Regions from separate parts of the Mus musculus genome. Here regions 2, 3 and 4 are each linked to region 1. A link is a contact called in public Micro-C and promoter capture Hi-C data. All regions are on one chromosome and are shown on one strand. The core of a region is the stretch at or near the end of the contact, and the rest is flanking DNA. Distances in the headings are between cores, read along the strand shown. Region 1 holds the start of Jph1 (junctophilin 1). Region 2 overlaps Stau2 (staufen double-stranded RNA binding protein 2). Region 3 overlaps Stau2 (staufen double-stranded RNA binding protein 2). Region 4 holds the start of Stau2 (staufen double-stranded RNA binding protein 2).

Region 1 (3,770 bases), core at 705-3,204:
CCCCTCCCACCCCCCCCCCCCAATCCATGAGAACCATATCCTTATTTATACTGCAGGGCCAAATGGTATTAAAAAAAAAAAAAGCAAATCCTACCATTCTGCTGTTTTGCATTTGAAACACAGCCCAAGTGTTCTGAGCAAGTGAAGTGTACAAATTGTATAAGCTTTTATATAAGCAATAGCATAACGGAATTTCAGTGGGCTGGAGAAACTTTTAATTGGATCCCTTTAATATCCTCCAACTCTGAAGCAGCTTAATTTCAAAAGGTGACATCCTATAATCCTTTTCAATTAAATATGACTATGTTTATTATCAGAAAATAGTCTTTGCCCAAACATAGCCCTATTCATCTCTCCCAGCTTTGTCTTTAAAAAAATTAATCAACTTTTGACCCCTGTTTCACTAATGTATGCTTTCTTAGCGGAAAAAAAAAAAAATGAACCCGTTCCTATAACATACAGAAATTATAAGGCAAACATTGTTAAATCACAACCAGGCTTACTTTTTAGGCCACACCCCTAATGTATATCCAGGATATAGCATACTCTTTAACCTTTTTAAATATTTAATGGAAACTCCGTCCATTTTTCCTAAAGCATTTTCTCAAGATCTCCAGGTCAGCAAAGATTACAGTTCTTCTGATTCAAAAGTACTTTAAGGAGCCAAGTGAAAGTTAGGGAGAAAATTAGGAATGCCGCTTGCTTTGGGCAGTTGCTCTGCTGCCTGTAACTAGGACTCTAGAAAATACACCCTCAATAAGGTCCAATTCCCCAACATCCTACTTATGGGGTTCTGGCTTCTATCTTTAGGCTAACTGGAGGGCCAGAAGCGAAATACGAGACTCTACGTGAAACCAAACCGCGCGGCGGTCAGCACCGACCGGCAGCCACACAGCTCAAGACGTCCCTCTAACTCCTCCGGAGTGGCGATTTCAAACCCGGCCTGGAGAGGGAGGGATCAGGAATGTAATGTGACAGGCTCAAGTGACAGTGTCCTCTCTCCTGCCCAGCCCTCCCGGGGCAGCGCGGCTCTGGGCCCCGGCCAGGTACCTGCACGCCTAACTCCCGGGGTATGGACAGCCTACCCGCCCGGGGAGCCGCAGACACTTGCGACCCAGCCGCGAGACCAAGTGGTCTCCCTCGAAATGGGGAGGAGGGCGAGAGGGAGGGTAGACTCCCCAGATGTTTTGGCGGGTTTCCGGACACGTGCGTCTCGCGTCCTCCCCACGTCCCCGAAGCCAGGGAAGAGCCCACCGCGTCAGCCCTCGGAGACTCCCGAGATGCCGCTCACCTCCATCCCCGTAGGTCTCCACGCCGTACCCGTCCTGCAGCCCGTTACTCCAGGTCCCCTCGTAGCGGGCGGGGGTGCACAAGCTCTGCCGGACCCCGTAGCGCCCCTTGAAACCATGTGACCACTCCCCCCGGTACATCCACTTGCCCTTCGTCTCCACCCCCAGCCCGTGCCGCTTGCCCTGCGCCCAGTAGCCCTGGTAGGTGTTGCCGCTGGGCCAGGTGTAGACTCCAACCACCTCGAAGCCGTGCGACCAGGAGCCAGAGTACTCGCCCTGGCCCTTGGGCCCCGTGCAGATGCCATGCCCGTGCGCCTTGCCCTCCTCCCAGCCGCCGCAGTAGGTGCCGCCATCGTCGAAGTCGAACCTTCCGCCCGTCATTCGGGGGGCAGCCCCGGCGCGCTCCTCGTGGGGGCACAAACGTGGGCAGAGCTGGGCACCGCAGGGTGTAGCTCCGGGGTAGGGGCCCGTCGGGCGAGCTCACGACTGCGCCCCGGGCAGCTCGCACCGCCGATCGGCTCCAGTCCGACGCCGCCCCCGTCTTCCCCTCCTCTTTCGCCGTCGCCACCGCCGCCTCTCTCCCTCCTCCTTCGCCGCCGCCCCGGCCAGCGCCGCGCGCGAGAGGACAGCCCAGTCTCCAGAGCGGACTTTCAGCTGCTCCCACCCGCCCACGTGAGCCGGGCACCGCCCCGCGCCCGCCCCTAGTCCCCTCCCTGGGCGCGGAGGCCCGGCCCCATGACACGCCCGCCCGCACGCCCGCCCGCCGGGCCCTGCCCCCAGCCCGCGGAGCCGAGCTTCTCCTCCGGCTGCTTGGCGCGCGAGCTCTGGGCACGTGTGTGTCTGCGGAGTGGGCTGTGACTGGGAGGGCCAGTGTACTCTGAGACGTGAGACGGTCAAGCCTGCGGATAAAGGTGCGGCTGCCTGTGCTGGGGACCTGCTCTTTGCTGCTGGAACCTCCAGCTTTTCAATTGTGTTTAGTCTTCTACAAGTGAGGCCACCTGTGTGATAGAGTGACAACTCTTGTGTAGGTGGGTGGTGGTGGTGGTGGTGGTGGTGGTGGTGGTGGTGGTGGTGGTGGTGGTGGTGGTGGTGGTGTGTGTCTGCATAGGGTTTGTAGTTGCATTTTTTCCCCCAGCATTCCAACTTGAGCTCTGTTGGATTTGTCATGCGCAGCTGTCATCATGAATTAATATGCTCCAAATATATGTCTGCATGTGATAAATCTGTGGCAGCCTAGATATAATTGTGCAGAATGTTCTTTTACACCTACCCATTTCAGGGCACATGTGTTTGCATTTCTTTTCATGAAGATTCCAAGAGAGGCAATGCAGTTTGAAAGAGCATGGGCATGAGTTGTTTGGGTTTTATTTGTAGAAGTGATGGGCTTTGTAGCTGGCATTGCAGGAACACAGGGCATTGTCTTTTACATTCCAGCCTGTTCCCTCATCTGTTCTCAGCTTTAGAAATGCTACATCCTGGAGCTGTGCACCCAAACAGGCTTAGTCTGTATGTATTGCTTGAGTGCCTGGAATGCACACCTGGGACCTCTCCACTGTCGCCCACTGTTTAGAAAAGAAAACACAGTTTTCAAGGAGAAATATGGTAAGTAAAGCACTCTGCTAATGTAACAAAGAAGCCATGAACTTCTAAACACAGGACAGGTGTCAGCTGATGCACTCTCCTGCAGCAGCACTCACTGCCTTGTTGAACTCACTTCAGATACCTCCTCTAAACTTTATCTCCATTTTCTCAATGGAAATACCCTCCCCTTTCTGTGTTGGGGAAAGACTTGGTGTATTTCGATGGTAGTACCCGTAAAGTCAAGAATTGCTAACAGGATAGTTGAATCACATACTACAGCCTCTTTTAGGAGTGGCATTGATCTCTCCTTGCCTTCACAGTGCCAGTGGAGGAAGTCTTTTCCCCAGGTCACAAGCCAGGGTCTCAGAAGGACTCTCAGATTGTGCATTCCTGCTGTTCCCCAGGCTGAGAGGACAAAACAGGTGAGCACTTGGGCCTCTCACTAGGTGGCTGATAATCAGATAAAAACCCTAAAGGACAACTGTCAAAAGGAGAGCAAGAGAAAAGGATTCTTTCCTGAGCATAATTCCTTCTCTCAGAACTGGAGCTGTCCTTTCCTGCTTATCTGTGTAAATGACAGAAAGGAAAAACGAAGACAAAACAAAACCAACAGAAAACCCCCAAAACCCCAACTCTGTTTACACTGAGCCAAATCACCAAAAAGAATTAGAACCCCTCGCCCATGGCACTGCTTGTGAAGTGCCAGGAATAGTGCTTACCCTAGTGGCCTGAAGTAATCAGGCATCTTGCTCAGCATCCCTTTCTGCACTGGGGATTGATTTAGGCCACTGGGAAAATGAGGACCCAGGGCTTTGCAGCTGAGCCACAACTCTTTTTCTCAGTCACAGGAAACACTGGCATTGGGGGCTCACACAGCATCAAGTCCCACTTGTTCTGAGG
Region 2 (3,770 bases), core at 838-3,337, 870 kb before region 1:
GACTTCTCTGTCCAGGTCACCGCTCACAGAATCAGAGAGGAATCTTCTTGAGGCAGATGTTTCCATTATTCTTCCAGTCAACATTTTCCAAGTGCTTGATATATTAAATATCCAACTTTCTACACTGAGTACTTACTGGATTAAATATTGTTTCAGGCAGAAGACAATGTCCATTGAAGGTTAAAGAGTGTTCACTCTAGTAAATGTGCATGGGGGAGAAATGGAAGACATTTATGTGAAATAAGGTGCATGTCTAGAGATATAGGTGTGGTGGCATAAGCCTATAATTCTGCATGAACAAGGCTCAAGGAAGAGGCTCATGAGCTCAGGGCCAACCTAGAAAATAAAGATACAGAGCAAGCTCTGGGCAGTTATTGTCCTCACTCACATCATCAGGATTTACACACCAGTACATAGGTCTGGACACATTCCCAAAGCCACCAAGGCATTCTGGGAGACTCTGGATAATAAGCTAAGCTTCCCACCCCCACACCCCTCTGTGTGTGATGTGTCCATGTGGGTATTTGCACATGGAGGCCAGAGGTTGCTGTGCCATCTCCAATTGCTTCCTGCTTTATTTGTTTGAGACAAAGTCTCTCACAGAACCTGGGAACTCAGTAATTTAGCTAGACTGTCCTGCTGAGAGTTTTCTTCTGCCTGTCTCTGCCTCCTGTGTGTGTGTGTGTGTGTGTGTGTGTGTGTGTGTGTGTGTGTATGTGTGAGTGTGTGTTTGTCAGAAGCATGCCACTCCACCCAACTTTTCCATGGGTGCTGGTGATCAGAACTTAGATCTTCACTAGGCCCAAAGTTAAAATGTTCAGATATCTCACTTTCACTCTATGGTGTACAACATTGGTTGAAACTTCGGGGAGGGGGGTGTAGAAAGGATCATAACTGAGAATATGTTCTGGGGAGAAGGATGCCAGACAGTTTCTTAGAAGGGTCACCCCAGAAAAGGGGAGGAACTTCTGTCATGGCCTGATGGGTGGTGTCTCACCACTGATCTTTGGCAAGTAGTAGTGGAAAAGATAGTCAGAGTTCCAGAATGCACTATTATATTTCCAATTAAAATGTGAAAACAAACCTTTTTCATGAAGCACATTGGCCTCAGCCCTAGGAAGTGACTACAAAGGTCTGTGATGATTGAGACAAGCTGAAAGCAGACACTGTAATTGATAGAGAAGATAAGTCAATCTGTGTCCTTTAAAGAATAATGAGTTCCATTTTTCATCAAAAAGATCTCCTTGTGCTGAAGAAACATCCTTTCAATAAATCTGCTTAATGGTTTCCCCTCTAATGATATATAACGTTGGGCTGTGCGGAGCCGCTGCAGAGGGCCTTGCCAGGGATGTAGGCCACCCATCATTTGCATTGGTAATTCAACAGGAAAAAAAAGAGGAAAAAAAAAAAAAAAAAGACAGAGCAAGCAGAAGCTGCACAGAAGCATCCCTGCTCCAGGAACTACACCAGTGCCTTTCTGGGCAGGTCTAGAAGTAGAGGTGCAGGATATTGGATGAGGGACCAATATTTATGCAAATGTCCAGTCTCCAGACATCTCTGCTGCTCTGGGGGTTTTGAAATGATTCAGCTGGCCAGACAGCCCTGGTTAAATGCTTCGGATACCTGAGTGGTGAGAACTGAGGACTTTTGTGTCCCTTGAGCTTGCCACCTTCCCACAGACCTGCCCAGCTCACTGTTGTTGTAGAAGATTGCGGTGTTTACTGTGCATGACTTCAGAGGCCCTGAAGGAAGTGGGCTTTCACCTCACCCAGGTGCTGAAGCCTCAGGCGGCCAAGTCCTTGCTGATCAAGGGCCCACATCCTGCCAAGGGAATGAGTTAGGAGCCCCTGTGTCCTTGATTACACAGCAGGACTGTGCCCAAACACCCCTGAGAACCCCAACTCTACAAATGTGTTGTTCTTTTCACTGGGACCCAGCCTTATGTAACCAAGCTTACTTCCTCCAAGGGCACCAAGCCCTCCCAATACCGCCGGACTTCCCCACATGGGAGTCATTAACCCCGGAGTTATTTCCTTATGGCGCTGTTTGTTTATTCTCCAGTCGCGCGTGTGAGTCAGCCAGATCGAGATGTGTAGTGGTTTTGCTTGTGAAATCTTACATAATTCTATTCCTATTGTCAGGTTGGGCCGAGTAGTTAGACCTTACAGTATTTTCTCATTTCGCAATGTTTGCAAATCAATAAGGAGAAAGCCTGAACAATGAGGTGACAAGCTGGCCAGACCAGGCCCTCCTTAGGCCCCAGTCGCCCAGGAGGCCACCTGCAGTTTCATAGATACAGTCACTTTTAATTCCATGACTGGGTAGGACAGTGAGGCTGGGTGGTGACCTTCCCCACAGATTTCACAACGCTGACATTTTAAAAGGCGGGAGGAAGGGACTGAAGGAACAACTCATACAGAAACGGAACAAATCTTTACTGCATTTGCCCCACACTGGATTCCAACATGCTGGTCCAGAGCGTGATTGGCTAGAAGCTTCTCCAACAGGCATTCCATTCCCCACCATGTACAGTATTTATTTTGATCCTACTCACTGTTCCGAGTCCAGAGGCAGTTACTAGAGACACTCGATGTGAACAGTGAGTGGCTACAACACACAGATGGGGGTGGGCACAATTTCCACGACAGCGTAGACTCCTGGAGCGATGGGCAGAGGCAAGACGCCCCCTCGATGGCTGATGGCATCCTATAGAACAAAACCCATAACTGCTCGGTTTTGTTTCATTTTGTCTTTTTAAAAGTTCCGAAATATATGGAAACTACTTGTTCCTAGTATTATTTATATTTAAATCAGTTATCAGACCTGATTTAAAACAGTTGTTTGCATACATCTTTGTGCTATGCACCTTAAAATAATTTGGTTGTATGTGCAAGATGAAGGTCACAAATATCTGCATAAAAAGAGAAACTGAGACTATATGAGGACAAGCATCACATTCCACAGCACATCAGTGGTTAATTTCTGAATTGTCAAGCATTGTTTCAAACAAGAGAGAGTAGAACAACACACTTGCCACGACAAAGCAATTGCAAGGACAGAACCAAGCCATTTTAAAACTGTAGCCTTGTTTCTAACACTTTTCATTAATTGTTATTTTTAAGCTCCAGTAGTAGGATCAGATTTCTGCTGCCTCTGGGCAAGTGAGTTATGATCTGATCTCAAGTTCCAAGGGAAATGCTCAAAGTTTTATTTTCCCCCAGTTGAATAAACAGTACCAAGTACATTATCTCCTGTGTTAGAATAGTGTTGTCTTCACATAAGACTCATAATGCTATTAGTCATTCGTTTCCTAGAACACAGACACCCTCGTGCGTGCTGACAGGTTTATACGGACGCAGTGGCAGCCGTGGGTTCTGGGAGCTGCTAGATGGCCGACTTTGATTTCTTGCAGTCCTGAGAGATGGAGGCCGGCTTCGCCTGGTTATTGTCTGCTTTCTCCCGCAGATGCTTGGCTTGTCTGAAAGATTAATACATTAACAAGAGCTGAGGTCTGGGCTGTGCATCTTCAGACATGTTTATTAGCAGACGGCACACAGGATTCAAAGGTCACCACAAAAGTGACATTTTAAAGTGAAACAACAATATTTATGCTCAGATAGTCTGCTGATGAGATCATGTGGAAATGGTTTTGATTAAATTAGCTTATAAATGGTTGCCAATCTATAGACAACCTAAAATGCCATGCCTGTTTACCAAACGCTTCTCATGCTCTTCTTACCTTTTAATATAAATGACCAAATGTGTTTTGT
Region 3 (3,770 bases), core at 447-2,946, 790 kb before region 1:
ATGCATGCTAAGCACACCCTGTTCCACTGAGCACAGATGCTACCGTTTGATCTCATGTTGGTCGAGCGATGACCCTGCTTACCAAACAGAAGCAATATGACCTAGGTTTGCTGGTGACATACTCCTGTCTTATCTACAAAGAATAATAGATGGCATCTTTCATTGCCACCTTGTGCTTATAATTTAATTTACCTATGTTAAATATTTGGGGACTTAAATGGTATAAAGTAGTTTCCATCGGAGGATGCAAAAGAAGTTCCAATGAACTAAAGATTATTTTAAAATGTGTGATTTGAAAAGGCAATGCTTGCCAGCACATAAAGAGAGCCAGCCAAATAGCAATCAGCCGTGGAAGTACAGTACTCAGATTCTGAAATATAAGCAGTATAAGTATATATAAGTATATATATATATATATATACAGTATATATAAGGTTTGTTCAAAGAGGAATTTTGGACAAGGACAAAGAGGCATGACTTAATTGGAGGTGTATTTCAAAGGGAGAGAAGGTTTCTGGTTTTCAACTTTAAAACAGTGGACTAAATCATGCACACTGCATAATCCAATTTTACTAGGAAAGCAAAATTAGGTTGTAAATGTGACCTCCAGTGAGCAGTAATGCTCTCAAATCTTTGGCAGAGGGAACTATATTCCGTTGATTGTGTCTTTTAAAAAGACTATACAGTTCTCTACTCTAGATTTCACATCCTTTTAGCCAATTATACATACATGGCATTTATTGGTTTAATAATATACCAATGTGAACTGTTCACAAAGGTTTTTTAAAAAAATCTTTGAATAACATCTTACATGCAGATAGAAATGGTTAAGAACCCTAAGTTCTTACTCATTTTTTTTTAATTAGAGGGGACATTAATAATTAGAATACTTAACTAGAATTAAGGAATTACAGGTATGGGGTGTTATGCAGCTCCAAAATTGGCCAAACGTATTCGGAACTCTAGGGAACGTCCGCTGGTCTGAAATTGTGAGTGCAAATCACCTTTGTAGACATAAGCTGTGGGAAAGATGAAGCCACAGCTCCTGGAGCTACATAAGACAGCTACACTCAGTCTTTTTCATAGTGGAGTTGAGAAAATAAGTTTTTATACATAAATTATTATCTATTTTGCTGATAAAAACTGGTGTTTTATTTCATTTTTCTTTCTCATCCCAGGGGAAGGGGTAGTGGGAGAAGAAAGCAATGAGCAGGTTCATGGATTCTGACTATAGTCCAAAATAATTTTACAGCTCAAATTTATAAGTCACTCATGTGCACAATACCACTGGATGTATATAACCTCTTAGAGATGTAGCCATGCTGTATCATGCAGAAGGGAAATTATGAGTCAGTTATAGAGTGCAGAATATTTTCTCTTCCCAAACTTTCCCTACAGCTCGCTGTTGCTTCTAGAAACTGCTTAAGCATCTGAAATAAAAGGTCACTATAGAAACAACTGAATAGCTTGTATTACTTACAAAGAAGTCCAGCTATGAAGCATTTCTAAATGGAATTTCAGCAAGGAGACAGAAGTAACCTTTGCTACAGGCAAACTCTCTTTCATTGCTCTGATGAATACTGATGAAGACAGAGTTGTTTATTATTTCTTTAGAGGGATAAAATTAGTTTCCTCTGTGAGTAAATAAATCCAGAGTCCACAGTCAAGTCTACTGTGCTAGCTATCACACAGGTAGTATTCCCAGGGCACTGGCTCACACTCCAAGAATGAGCTCTGGCCACGTTTAACATAACAGAACAGCTGACACAAGACTCAAAAGCTAAATGCTTTTTTAAAGTTTTTTTTTTTTTTTTTTTAAAGTCTATGGTTGAACCCGCTTTTCTACAAAGGGGTAGGAAATCAATACAGAAGGTTCTACAGGATGCAAGACCTCTTAGGCCTCTTAGAATTCCTTATCTCTGCCTTGGGGTAGGGAAGTGGTCAAAGGCAAGACCAACATAAACAGCACTAGGTCTGTCCCCATAAATATATTTATGAGCACGAAGCTTGAATTCCACATAATTTTCACATCATGAAATTTTATTTCCAGCCACTTTAAAGTGTTAAAGACATTTGTAATTTGGGTAGCAGAATGAACTTGGCCATGGGTCATGTATACTGATTCCTGATCTAGTACACCAACATGTAATAACTATATTGAAAAGTAGTTTCTGGTGATGCATCCTGAAGTGAGATAGTTTTAAAGCTATGGACTTCCTTAACTGTTATATTTGTATAAAATCAAAATTTCATATATTAAACATCAACAAAAGAAATTTTATTTCTACAATGAGATACATATTGGATGGAGAAAATATTCTGAAATGTAAGAATCAAAAATATTGAAGCATTTTTTCAAAATAAACCATATACTCACTTGTCTTTTAAATGCATCTCCATTCATGTCCCAGTTCATTAAAAACTAAGAAATACTCAAGTTAATTATTTTCCAAAGTCTTTGCTCTGGTAGCTCCAGAACCTGACAGGGACAGTGACAACAAGCATGGCCTCCCCATGACATGTAGCACTGACTGATCAATACAGACCTGCCAAAGGGGCCAAAGGTTAATGCTTATTCTCTGCTAGTGACATCATGAATGCAGAACCTGTCGAGGCTCCCTCTGATGATCACTGGGATCTCGTATGCTGCAATGCCACTGAACTATATTTTATATTGATAAAGAGTTGTATTTGTCTTAATCAACTGTTGCTGAAGTGTAGGATGCTTGGCATCATTAAGATTCTAGGAACACAGTCTTAAGTCATACTGCCCAGTGTCCCATTGGGCAGAGGCTAGAACTAAGACATGGCCCCAGTATTTAAACCAAGTAATTCAGACACCAAGAAAGACAAATGCATATGAATGATAGGCAAAACAAACAAAACAAAACAAAAAAACAAAACAAAAAAAACCAAAAAACAAAAAACAAAACAAAAAACCCAAAACCTAAAGTCTGTAAATAGCCCAGGAGAGCCACTAAAAGGCATGTAATCCCTGAGTAGAGTTACTTCAACATGTGGAATTATTATAATCTTTACATTAAAAAAGTCTATCTAGAGTCATCAGAAAAGAATGCTTATAGGTTGAACACTCTCATATCCATTTTATTTTAGATATTCTGCAAAACCAAGCTCCCCTAGTTTTCTTAGGAATCCAATTTACTTCCTTCCTATAAACATGAACTGAATGCCTCCAAAATGCCTAGGAACAAGAAAAAAACCTCAAGAAGATAACCATGAGAGAGAAAACGGGAAATGGTTTGGTGAGTGAGCCCACGGGCTAATGTAAAAATTACAGAAGAGTGTCAGATAGATGGGTCAGGGGTACTCCTTACTCTGGTGGAGGACGTTGGTTGGTTTCCAGCACCCACAGGGTAGTTTACAAGCATTCATTAACTCCAGTTCCAGGTCATTTGATGTCTTTTTTGACTTCCACAGGCATGATGCACATTGGGGGCAAACACACATACACAGAAAATAAAAGATGGAAAAGAAATTAAAACACAAATTTGGCTTAAAAAAGACAGAAGATTCTTACTTATACTCACAAGTTTGAGGATAGCCCGGAATAATGGCTTGGTTGGATGTGATGAATATAACAAAATTTAAATTAAAGTTCCTCTATGAGCCAGGACAGAACGGGCCAGACAGAAGGAAAAGCCCAGGGAAGACACAAAGGCAAGAACACAGATCCCCGTAAGTGTGAAGGATGAATGTGAAGACAGACAGGGACTCACCCCTGTGTTCTTGGGTTTCAGCCTATGCGTCTG
Region 4 (3,770 bases), core at 359-2,858, 580 kb before region 1:
ACTTTACTGAAAGCTGAAATTGTATCCAACGGGAAGTTAAAAAATATATGCTACTAGAAATTTACCTACTTGAATACAAAACACTGTTTCTTAAGGAAACACAGTAATTTGTGAATATACTACACATGAGCAACAAATCACAACTAGACATCACTTTGGAGTAGATTTCATAAACTACTGCCATGCCATACCTTGAGACAGGTGCCCAACACTGACAGTGGCCACATAAACCATGCATGCAGTTGGGCATTACAGATATGCACACTTAATACAGGCCTGCAACAGATCCACAATCATATGATATTTAGGTTTTTCAGTAAAATAAGACACAAAGACCTGCTTTGTTAAAAAAAAATAGTCAGGTCTTAGTTTTTTCTTTTTTCTTGACTTGTGCCTTTCCTCTATAGTTCTATTCATGACAGTAAGTTGAATCGACTTAGAAAGGATGGGGAAGAAACATTCTACTGAACATTTGACAGTGTTACTATCTTTTTGCCTGCCCAACACCTTCTCTATTTCAAGTGTTAGCCCTCAGAAAACACAAGAATACATCAGAATCCAAGTTCTATTTGTATTAAGAAAGTTCCCTAACACTGGATAACAGATTTTTGGTTACTGTAATACATTTAAGGATCATCTGTACGATTTCTGTGAGATTTGGTCCCTTTTAAATTGCTTAGTGCATTCATACCTATTGGATGGTCCATCTCCACTCAAGTACTTCTAAGCTTTTTTGTGGCGGGGGGGGGGGGAAATAGGAGATAATAATGAAATCTGCTCATACTGCAAAATGTTGTACCTAAATAATTGCAAGGACTTCCAGACTTGGCCCCCACCCCCACCCCTCAGCGCACGCGCCCAACCAGACTCCCATTCCCACCCCCTACCCAGGTCTCCTAGTTCAATCGCCTTGACTGCCTCTGCGAAACTGGCCCGTCACTCTGCCCGGTCCCCCACCCTACAGAGACCCGGTCCTCACGGTAGATTCTGCGGCCAAGCTTTGTGTTTCACCCAACTCCCCACGCCCGGGCAAGGTCACTACCTCCAACTACTCCTTTAAGCCGAGCCGTCACGGTCCTAGTTCGCAGGAGGCTCGGCGGAACTTGCCTGTCATAGGGCTATATTTTGTCCCCTCTGCCCCACCTCCCTTCCCCATTTCGGCGAGTTACGTCTTCGCCACTTGCCCATTATACAGAAATAGCCACCGCCATCGCCCCGGCCCCGCCGCCCCCACGCCCCTGCAAGGCCCGGGTGACCTCCGCGCCCCCCGCCGTCGCGCCCGGCGCCCCCGCCCCGCCCTGCCCCTGCGGACACCTGTACGGCTCGCCGCGGCACACGCCCCCCCTCCCCTCCCCCAGGGCGGCCGAGGGCGGCGCGGGAGCGAGGCCGCGAGAGACGGCCCTGCTGGCTCCCGGCGCTCTGCCTCGGAACCCGCCGGCGGAAGTCAGGCCTGGCGGCGCCGCTCGCACCAGGATTTACCTGCGGGCCACGGACGCCCGGCAGACGGCTCCACATGGGCGAGCGCTCCAGAGCTCCGCCGACGCCGCCTGCTCCCTCCTCGGCTCCCGCCCCCCGCCTCCGCCTGCCGCCCTGCGCTCCCGCCGCGCCCTCCCGGGCCCGCGCCGCGCGCCCCCGCCTGCGCCGCCGCGCCCGCGCCACGCCGCGCGCCCCCGCGCCAGCTCTCTCTCGCGCTCTCTCTCTCCAGCTCGCTCTGTCTCTCTGTCTCTCTCCCCTTTCTTTCTCTGTCTCTCTCCTCTCTCTGTCTGTCTCTCTCTCTCTGTGTCTCTCCCCCCTCTCTTTCTCTGTCTCTCTCTCTCCTCTCTCTGTGTCTCTCTGTCTGTCTGTCTCTCTCTCTGTGTCTCTGTCTCTCTCTCTGTGTCTCTGTGTCTCTGTGTCTCTGTGTCTCTCTCTGTCTCTCTGTCTCTCTCTCTCTCTCTCTCTCTCTCTCTCTCTCTCTCTCTCTCTCTCTCTCTCTCTCTCTCTCTCTCTCTCTCTCTCTCTCTCTCTCTCTCTCTCTCTCTCTCTCTCTCCACCTCTCCCCGCCTCCCTTCGCGGTCGAGCGGCCATTGTTCGCCGCGCCGTTCCCGCCCCCTGGCGGCTTCTGGGACCCCCGCATCCCGGGGCGCTGCGGGGCTTAGGCCTGGGGTCTCGGGCCGCGCCGGGGCCCGTCCCGGGAGCTGCTGCAGGAGCACGCTGAGGGCGCCCGGCCCGCAACTGCGAAGGTGCTCCAGCACCGGCGGCTCAGCCTCTCCCGCACCCGCTGCCCCTGGGCTCTCTAGCAGCCTGTCCCCGACGCTCTGCTCCTACCTTTCCCGGCTCGCTGACTGCCCGCCTCTGCCTAGCTGGGGACGCGCGACCATCCCGCGTCCGTTCCACTGCGGTGCGACGTAGGATTCGGCGGATCCTGCACCTTTCTAGACTGGAGGAGGAAGAAAGGGGAGGAGGGTAGCAAGCAGCGCAAGCGAGCCCCCATCACCTGCTCCACGGCCCACATCATTCATCAGGAAAAAATGAATAATAAATATATTAAAGTTGTGTGCCCGTACCAAAAAAAAAAAAATCTTTAGAGCCAAAAATGAGGATCGTCTTAAAACACTGTCCTAGATCCTTGGTTTTTGAAGAGTGCTAAAAAACTCAAATTACTTGTTCTTTTGTCCTGGTTTAGATATGGGTTAGGTATGGCCAGATAACGTCAGCCTAGTTAAGACCAATGGATTTTAAATAAGTGGCACCAAAAATCATATGAAAAAGAAGTCTAGAAATAGAACTATTAGTGTATTCTGACTGGCATTATTCTTCCTGGGGTTTCCTTGGTATGGCTTGTCTGCCTGGGATATGTCTGTGAGCCCTGTGATTTCAGTCATATTTTAAAACCAACTCTACAAATGAGGCAGTATTTGTGGATCTATTACCTTATACACTGATTTACAATTTTTAAAGAGACAAAAACGTGATACTGTATGTATAGGCGAGATACCTGTAAAGCTCTCTAGCTAGAGCCTGACATCGTAGTTTCCGGTGATACAGTGTAGGCAAGCACTTCGTTTGTCTCTCATGTTTCCCGTGTGCCTTTCTCACTTTTCACTTCCACTAGTTTTCTCAAATATGTGGATTCCTTCTTAAATGGGGACCACCCCTTAATTAATGGTTTCTAGCTACTTGGGCCTCATTCAGGTGTTCAGTGATACAAACGACTACAGGCCCTTCACATCAGGGAAACAAGCCTTCCATGGCTGTTCTTTCCACAAGTTCGTTCGCTCTGCCTTCAATCTATTCTCTCTTCACTCAATGAACAGATTATGAAAAAATGTAAAAAAAAAAGCTGTCAGAAAATACCTCCTGGGGAAGCTAATTCCTTCCAGCAGACCACACTCTTCTCTTGATGCCCTCTTCTGTGACATTGCAAGTCTATTATATTGTTTGTTTTCTCGCCTGTCTTCTTCTGCCAAACACTGCATTGTTGTGGGGCTGGCTCCATCTCATTCATCTCTGTGGTCCCCGCATTCAACAGCAAGTGGGTGGACACTAAGTGGTTTTGAAATAAATTGATGTCTTTATATACTTGGAAGTGACTCTGAAGTGGTCACAAAGTGTATTTTCTTAGATTCCGATTGTTGAAGTTAACTGAAAACTTTATCTCTGCTGTAACTTTCTCTCCTAACATACTTTAAACCCCAATCAGACTAGGGTTTGTTTGTTTGCTTGTTTGTTTGTTTGTTTTTTAAAGGAGTTTTTTTAAAGCTTGAATCTGTACTTTCAACTGATCAACA

What was found. Promoter capture Hi-C pulls out the DNA fragments that hold promoters and counts their contacts. A called contact is a pair of places that touch in the nucleus more often than the background predicts.
Region 2: a promoter capture Hi-C map of pre-B cells shows a contact between it and region 1, with 2.2 times the contacts expected there. The contact joins the enhancer-like site here to the promoter of Jph1 in region 1. A contact is called at or near these places in 5 of 39 promoter capture datasets (the HPC-7 cell line, embryonic stem cells, erythroid cells and 1 more), 1 of 115 datasets of contacts at active chromatin or transcription factors (stem cell-derived neural progenitor cells) and 1 of 9 other capture datasets (embryonic stem cells).
Region 3: a promoter capture Hi-C map of liver shows a contact between it and region 1, with 4 times the contacts expected there. The contact joins the enhancer-like site here to the promoter of Jph1 in region 1. A contact is called at or near these places in 7 of 39 promoter capture datasets (the 3T3-L1 cell line, the HPC-7 cell line, erythroid cells and 3 more).
Region 4: a contact with region 1 is called in a Micro-C map of embryonic stem cells, with 3 times the contacts expected there. The contact joins the promoter of Stau2 here to the promoter of Jph1 in region 1. A contact is called at or near these places in 9 of 39 promoter capture datasets (cranial neural crest, embryonic stem cells, frontonasal cranial neural crest and 3 more), 5 of 484 Hi-C or Micro-C datasets (embryonic stem cells and uterus) and 4 of 115 datasets of contacts at active chromatin or transcription factors (astrocytes, embryonic stem cells, forebrain and 1 more).

The regions. Positions count from the first base shown.
Region 1 is chr1:17,095,935-17,099,704 of GRCm38.p6, forward strand. Jph1 (junctophilin 1) reads right to left here and starts at 1,955. Exons shown (of 5, transcript NM_020604.2): 1 at 1,292-1,955. The coding sequence starts at 1,670. Gm46085 (a long non-coding RNA gene) reads left to right here and starts at 1,899. Exons shown (of 3, transcript XR_001778833.2): 1 at 1,899-2,317; 2 at 2,747-2,891; 3 at 3,191-3,770. Gm31982 (a long non-coding RNA gene) reads right to left here. Exons shown (of 4, transcript XR_865203.2): 4 at 2,639-2,851.
Region 2 is chr1:16,226,389-16,230,158 of GRCm38.p6, forward strand. Stau2 (staufen double-stranded RNA binding protein 2) reads right to left here. Exons shown (of 14, transcript NM_025303.3): 14 at 2,422-3,478. The coding sequence ends at 3,385. Among named protein-coding and RNA genes, the nearest start is that of Gm7568, 25 kb to the right of the region's middle. Within about 2 kb of position 2,088, at least 179 of the 459 cell types and tissues checked have an H3K27ac peak or open chromatin away from gene starts, as enhancers often do. A contact at or near this core is called in pre-B cells, where this site is marked.
Region 3 is chr1:16,307,620-16,311,389 of GRCm38.p6, forward strand. The region is part of intron 12 of Stau2 (staufen double-stranded RNA binding protein 2); the gene reads right to left. It overlaps C130013N14Rik (a long non-coding RNA gene), which reads right to left. Exons shown (of 2, transcript XR_003947751.1): 1 at 3,336-3,770. Among named protein-coding and RNA genes, the nearest start is that of C130013N14Rik, 5.2 kb to the right of the region's middle. Within about 2 kb of position 1,697, at least 4 of the 459 cell types and tissues checked have an H3K27ac peak or open chromatin away from gene starts, as enhancers often do. A contact at or near this core is called in liver, where this site is marked.
Region 4 is chr1:16,517,694-16,521,463 of GRCm38.p6, forward strand. Stau2 (staufen double-stranded RNA binding protein 2) reads right to left here and starts at 1,609. Exons shown (of 14, transcript NM_025303.3): 1 at 1,480-1,609.